Regions from separate parts of the Anser cygnoides genome. Here region 1 is linked to region 2. The links are chromatin contacts, called in public Hi-C maps. All regions are on one chromosome and are shown on one strand. Each heading gives the region's core, a stretch centred on a gene start, on an enhancer-like site or on the middle of the called end of the contact. The rest is flanking DNA. Distances are from core to core; before and after follow the strand shown.

Evidence for each region. A called contact is a pair of places that touch in the nucleus more often than the background predicts.
Region 1: a Hi-C map of liver shows a contact between it and region 2, with 1.9 times the contacts expected there. The contact joins the promoter of TADA1 here to the promoter of PACS2 in region 2. A contact is called at or near these places in 2 of 7 Hi-C or Micro-C datasets (both in liver).

Annotation. Positions count from the first base shown.
Region 1 is chr8:10,280,493-10,283,533 of Taihu_goose_T2T_genome, forward strand. TADA1 (transcriptional adaptor 1) reads left to right here and starts at 1,606. Exons shown (of 8, transcript XM_067001402.1): 1 at 1,606-1,741; 2 at 1,813-1,904; 3 at 2,378-2,443. The coding sequence starts at 1,668. PRDX6 (peroxiredoxin 6) reads right to left here and starts at 1,535. Exons shown (of 5, transcript XM_067001406.1): 1 at 1,354-1,535; 2 at 1,059-1,215. The coding sequence starts at 1,445.
Region 2 is chr8:10,095,837-10,098,847 of Taihu_goose_T2T_genome, forward strand. PACS2 (phosphofurin acidic cluster sorting protein 2) reads right to left here and starts at 1,753. Exons shown (of 24, transcript XM_067001350.1): 1 at 1,577-1,753. The coding sequence starts at 1,704. SEC22B (SEC22 homolog B, vesicle trafficking protein) reads left to right here and starts at 1,962. Exons shown (of 5, transcript XM_048080339.2): 1 at 1,962-2,127; 2 at 2,289-2,398. The coding sequence starts at 2,053.

The DNA.
Region 1 (3,041 bases), core at 356-2,855, 180 kb after region 2:
CTGGACCATCAGCAAAAGCAGCTCGTTGTTCACCTCCTGCAGGTTATCTGACTATGCTGAGCACCACACATCCCTGCAGACCCTCTAGGAAGCTCGCTGCTTCCCTCCCTTGACACGGTCCAGTGCTTCCTCCCATCTCCCTGCAGAAGTGAGCCTTCCCTTTCACAGCTGATTTCATTTGAAAGTTTCCTGGAAATTCAGGGGCTTTGTGGTAGTTAGCAATTCCCCTACAGTTCTTCAAAGGGCTCTAACACACCAGGACACAAGGCTGCCTTACGAACCACAACCCAAGCTTTCTGTTGTGTTTAATGCGATCTGACCGGTGGTTTCAGCCAGTTTGACCAGCGCAGAGATCCCAGCTGGGGCTGTGAGATTTGTATGCTGTTTGTCCCCAGGCCCTTCTGAGGCTCGGTGGGACACGGGCCGTGCACCACCCAGGTACAGAGGTCAGTTTAAGCAATAACGCAATTAGGCAACTTCTGAAGCCGCTCAGTCATTAAATAATGCCGGACTGTGCAAATTCTCACCTTTATCGTTCCTTATTTGCATGCATGTCTCACTCCCGGAAAACCTGTGAGCACGTTCCCAGTTCCAGAGTAAAGAGAGGCAGGTACCTCACCCGGGGCTTGCTGTGCCCTGGCCGTATCTTTCCCAAAGCTCGTTTTACACCCCTCTCACCTGGAGCCGCGCTGCCTGGCCCCACAACGCTGCGATTGAGGTTTTTCATCGGTAGCTTTCCCGCTCCTTCAGCGAGCTCTTTATTTCTGCGCCATGTTTCTTATGGTTCCTAGGGATGGTTTTTAGGTCTTACGCGCTCTTACTTGCCGATTTATGTTTAACGCGCCCTTTTGTCCCCTGTTCTCTTCCCCCTGCCTGGACGCGAGCTGCACCCTTTGAAGACCGATGCTCGCCTCGGACGCCTCCTGTCCTGTTCCACCGCACAAGCGCCGCGGGTCCCCGTACAAGCCGCCCTCCCTGAGCTTTGGGCACCCCCGCGTTACCGACGGCGGCTCCGGGGCCCCGCGAGGGCTCTCGGTCGGCCCGGGGGCACGGCGTACCTTGCTCCAGGCGAGGTGGTCGGGCACGCTGTCGATGGAGAGCGCGATCATCTTCACGTTGCGCTTGCTGAACTCGGGGGCCAGCCGGGCCGCCCGGCCCAGCTCCGTGGTGCAGACGGGCGTGAAGTCCCGCGGGTGGGAGAAGAGGATGCCCCACCTGCCGGCACAGCGCGGGGCCGTGAGGGGCGCACCGGGGCGCCCGAATGCGCTCGGGCAGGGCCCCGCCGCCGGGGTCCGGCCCCCCGCCCCCCGCCCCGCGCCCCCCCGGCCCCCCCCGTCCCGTCCCGGCGCTCACGAGTCTCCCAGGAAGTCGTGGAAGCGGATGCGGCCCTGCGTCGTGTCCGCCTCGAAGTCGGGCGCCTCGTCGCCCAGCAGCAGCCCCGGCATGGCGGCGGCTCCGGCCCCCCCGGCCCGGCCCTGCCCGAAGCGCTTCGGCCGCGATCGGCTCCGCGGGGCGGGGCCTCTCCGCGGGGGGCGGGGCCCGCGCGCAGGGGGCGGGGCCTCGCCCCCGCTCCTCACGCACCGGGCCGGGGCGGGGCGGGCGGCGGCGGCGCTTTGCGGCACCTCGCGGCCTTTCGCGACGGCGGCGGGGCCCTGAGGCGAGCGGCGATGGCGACGTTCGTGAGCGAGCTGGAGGCGGCCAAGAAGAGCCTGAGCGAGGCGCTGGGCGAGAACGTGAAGCAGTGAGTGCGGCGCCGGGCCCCCCCAGCCCCCCCTGTCCGCCCCTTAACCCCCCGTCGCGCTGTGCCCGCAGGTACTGGGCCAACCTGAAGCTGTGGTTCAAGCAGAAGATCAGCAAGGAGGAGTTCGACCTGGAGGCCCGGCGGCTGCTCACGCAGGACAACGGTGAGGGAAGGCGCCCTCGTCACCCCCGTCACTCGGCCTTCCAGTAACAATTTCACCCCCTCCCGGCCCTGGCGCGCTCGTTTCTCCTTTTTTTTTTTATATATTTGTGAAGTGAAACCAGAAGCCCCGCTGCCAGACGCCCCCACGGGAGGGAGGGCGGCCGCCCGTCCTCCCCCCGGCTGAGCGCTGCCAGCTGCGCACGGCGCCTGCCTTCGTGCTCTGCGTGCGGTGCCCTGCGGGGCGCCCCGGCGTGTTCCCGCGCCACGCAGCGCTCCGGCCGCTGGGGCGGTGGCAGCAGCTTCTGGGGCAGCGCGGGGGGAGCCCTCAAAAACCGTGAACTGGAAGTTGTGGCTTTGTAGCCGAGCGCGTGGGGAAGGCAAGGCTGTGAGGAGGCAGAGAGCTGCCCTGAAACTGCTTCAGGTGGGTGCCTTGGGCACAGATGCATTTCTAACGACCTGTCTGTCTTTACGCAGTCCACTCACACAACGATTTCCTCCTGGCTATTCTCACCCGATGCCAAATCTTGGTTTCTGCACCAGGTGAGTCCCGTGGAGGTTCGTTAGAGGTAATCGGACAGCCAAGTTTTGGCATGTGGGTTTGGTAGCTTTTGGGTTTTGGGCAAGGTGCTTCGGTTTTCTGAGCCTTAATATTTGTGTTTCTTTTGCCACAGAGGCACAAAGGTAGCCAGGTAGCGATCTGGATTTCAGTAGAGACACTTTTATTAAAAAACAAAACAACCTTAATGTGCTGGCTGATGGCCTGGCTTGCTGTTTGTGGTCAGGTGGTTTGATTTCTCGACCGGGTGTGTGTCAGGCCATGAGTGCTGCGCTGTCTTTGATCTGCTTTGCTTCCTGTGTCGTCTGAGCTCGGTGGTGCCTGCTCTGTTCCCCTCCCTCTTGGGGTCAGCATCTCAGGGAGCTGGATTTTCCTGGTCCTGAAATCAAGGACAGGTCTGATAGAAAAATGCTTACTGTGAATGCTTATAGCAGTGTCTTAATTGAGCTGTGGTCAATTAATGCAATCTCTGCAGCTGTGCTGTTTAACTTTTTAGCTCTGTAAGCACTTAGAGTGGCTGTTGTCAGGGCAACAAGCTAATTCTTCAGATCTTCAAAAGAGCTCTCTATCTAGAGATCTGAT
Region 2 (3,011 bases), core at 503-3,002:
GAGTCGCAGCCCCGCCGCGCATCGCGTCCCTGACGCAGCGCCCGCACGCCTGCCCAGCCCACGTGGAGGGACAGGCAACGGCAAAAACGGGGCCAAAACTGGAGGGACCCGCTGCCACACGGAAACTCACGCAGCAGCTTGCTGCAGAGGCTCCAGAATTTTCCCCCCAGCACCCCCCGGACCCCGGGCACTGCCTGTAATCCGCTGCCCACCCGGCCCCGGAGCCCCCCGAGGGTGCAGCCCCCGTGCCCCTCCGTGCAGGGCCGGTGTCCTTACGCTGCGTTTTGTGGTCATCCCCAGAGCTGCAAACACGCACGCTAGGTCGGGAGCTAGTTTTCATATCTGCAAGTATCAGCATAAATGGTAATGCAGGACTGAAAGTCCTTGACAGTGACGGACGCTCGCCGGTGGGCTTTTATTTTATTTCAGCGACCGCAGTTACGAGGCCGGGGGAGACGGAAACCCCGCTACCTTCCTGTACCGTGGGCGAGAAGGGTTTCAAAGCGGCATTACGACAGGGGTTCTGTGTCCTCTGCACACCACCGGGGTCGACAGAAATTCGCGCTGGAGCCTGGCACGAGAACCAGAAGCTCCCCACCTGCTCCCACCTCCTTCTACAGGGGCACTCGGGGGGCGCGCGTCCCCTCGGTGCCGGCCCCCTCCGAGACCTCCCTGTGCAGGGAAGGGAGGCTGAGCGGGGAAAGTTGCTGCCCGACGGACACTGCGAGGTGCCGGCGGCGCAGAGGGGATGGTACAGCTCCGGAAACGCGGGGTTTGGGTTATAAACCGGGATCGCCTGGAAACGCTCGGTTATAAACCGGGATCGCCTGCAAGCGCAGGGCTGGGTTATAAGGCACGACCACCTGCAAGCGCAGGATTTGGGTTACAAAGGGGATCGCCTGCAACTGCGGGACTCGGTTATAGAGCCAAGCCATCTGCAAGCGCAGGATCCAGGTTATAAATGGGATCGCCTCCAAGCGCAGGGCTTGGTTACGGCCCCAAACCGCCTCCAACCGCGGGACGCGGTTACGGACCGGGATCACCTGCAGCCGCGGGACTCGGTTATAAACCCAAACCGCCTGCAACCGCAGGGCTGGGTCACGAGGCACGGCCAGCCCCCGACGCAGGATTTGGGGTTTTCCCCCCCAAAACGCCCCCCCCCCAGCCGGGGCTCAGGGCACAGCCACCGGGACCGGCCGAGCAGCGCGGAACATAGCGGGACCGGGGCGGCCGGAGGGCTCGCCGAGCCGTGCTCCCGGCGGCTCCGGTGCCTCGCCGCTCACTTATCGGGTAACCGCGATAAAAAAAAAAAAAAAAAAAAAAAAAGAAATAAAAAGGGAGCGCCGGGAACTGGCCGGTACCGGCGCTCGGAGGGCGAGGCGGGTGCCCACCGGTAACGGGGACGGGGAGGGGAAGGGGGGAGGGGGCCGGTCCCGGTGCCCCCAAAGCGGGGCGGAGATGGGGGCACCGCCGCGCCGACCGGGAGCCCACAGCCGGGGCGCGGGGGGCTCGAACCGCGGGGAAGCGGGGCCGGGAGGGCGGTACCGGCGGGCTGGGCGTCCGCCGCCGCCGTTACCTGGGGACGCAGCTGGGGCTGGAGCCGTCGATCTCCCAGGTGGCGAAGAGGTTCATGGGCACGGGGCGCCCCAGGGCCCCCGCGCCCCCCGGGAAGCTGAGGCGGCCCCGCTCCGCCGCCGCCGCCATGGCCGCCGGCCCCCCGCGCACACCGGCACCGCGCCGCCCGCCCCGCCCCGCCCCGCCCGCCGTCACGTGGGAGGGGCGGGGCCTCGCGGCGGTAGGCGGGGCCTCGCTGCTGGTGGGCGTGGTTAGGGCGGTGGGGTGGGGGCGTGGCCTCGCTGTTCCTGAAGCCACGCCCACCTCGCGGAGGCCACGCCCGCCGCCGCCGCAGCACCGGGGCGGTTTCCGGAAGTGGCGGCGGCTGCGCAGGGACCGGAAGTCGGCTCTATCCCTAGAGCGGAAGTCGGTGCGGCGGCTTCCGGCCAGCTCAGTGTCGGCGGCGGAGGCGGCGGCGGCGGCGGGGGGGCTGCGAGGATGGTGCTGCTCACCATGATCGCCCGCGTGGCGGACGGGCTGCCGCTGGCCGCCTCCATGCAGGAGGACGAGCAGGTGGGGCTCAGCCGCGGGGGCGGGGCCCGGAGCCTCCCCTCAGGCCTCGGCGGGGTCCCGGGGCCGGGCGGGCGGCGCTGCCCGCGGAGGGGTGGGGGGCGGGCCCGGCAGGCGCCCCCCGGCCGCGGCCCTCAGCCTGTGCTCCCTCCCTCCCTCCGCAGTCCGGCCGCGACCTGCAGCAGTACCAGAGCCAGGCGAAGCAGCTGTTCCGCAGGCTGAACGAGCAGTCCCCCACCAGGTGCACGCTCGAGGCGGGAGCCATGGCCTTCCAGTGAGTACCGGGGAGGGCGGGGGGCGGCTGGCAGCCCTGCCGGCCCAGTGGTGGGTGCGCCAAGGGACCCTGCCCGCTGTTGCGTCGCGGTGCATGGTTTTCAGCCCGTTTCTTTGCTCTGCGTTCGCTGAACACAGCGTAGGTTCTCTTCCCTTTAAGCTTTCTCTGTTTGCATACACCCTGTCTGCTGTCATTGGGTTCTCTCTACCTTCCACCCTCCCTACCTTCGTTGTTTTCTCTCTACCTTCTGCGTCTTTTCTTCTTAAAAAGATGCTCCACGCCTTCCCCTTCTCTTCTCTCTCTATAAATCTTTGGTAAAAGCAGCTTGGCAGTCCTACTGTGAACCCCTTCTGCACAGGACTCTCCTCTCCATAAGAGCGTACCTCATAATGCATCCGCTTCCTGGGTCCAGGCACACGGGGCATCTCTGATTAATTTCATCGCTATATTTGCCAAACGTGTTTTTCACACCTGGTAGATTTGTCAAATGTGTTGCATTTAATTAATCTACTTAACTATTTGAAAACTTTCAGCTTAAATGCTCTTTTGGCTTTCTGCAGCAGCATGTTACTAAGGTAACTTGAATATAAAATAAGGAAAGCCTACGGAGAAT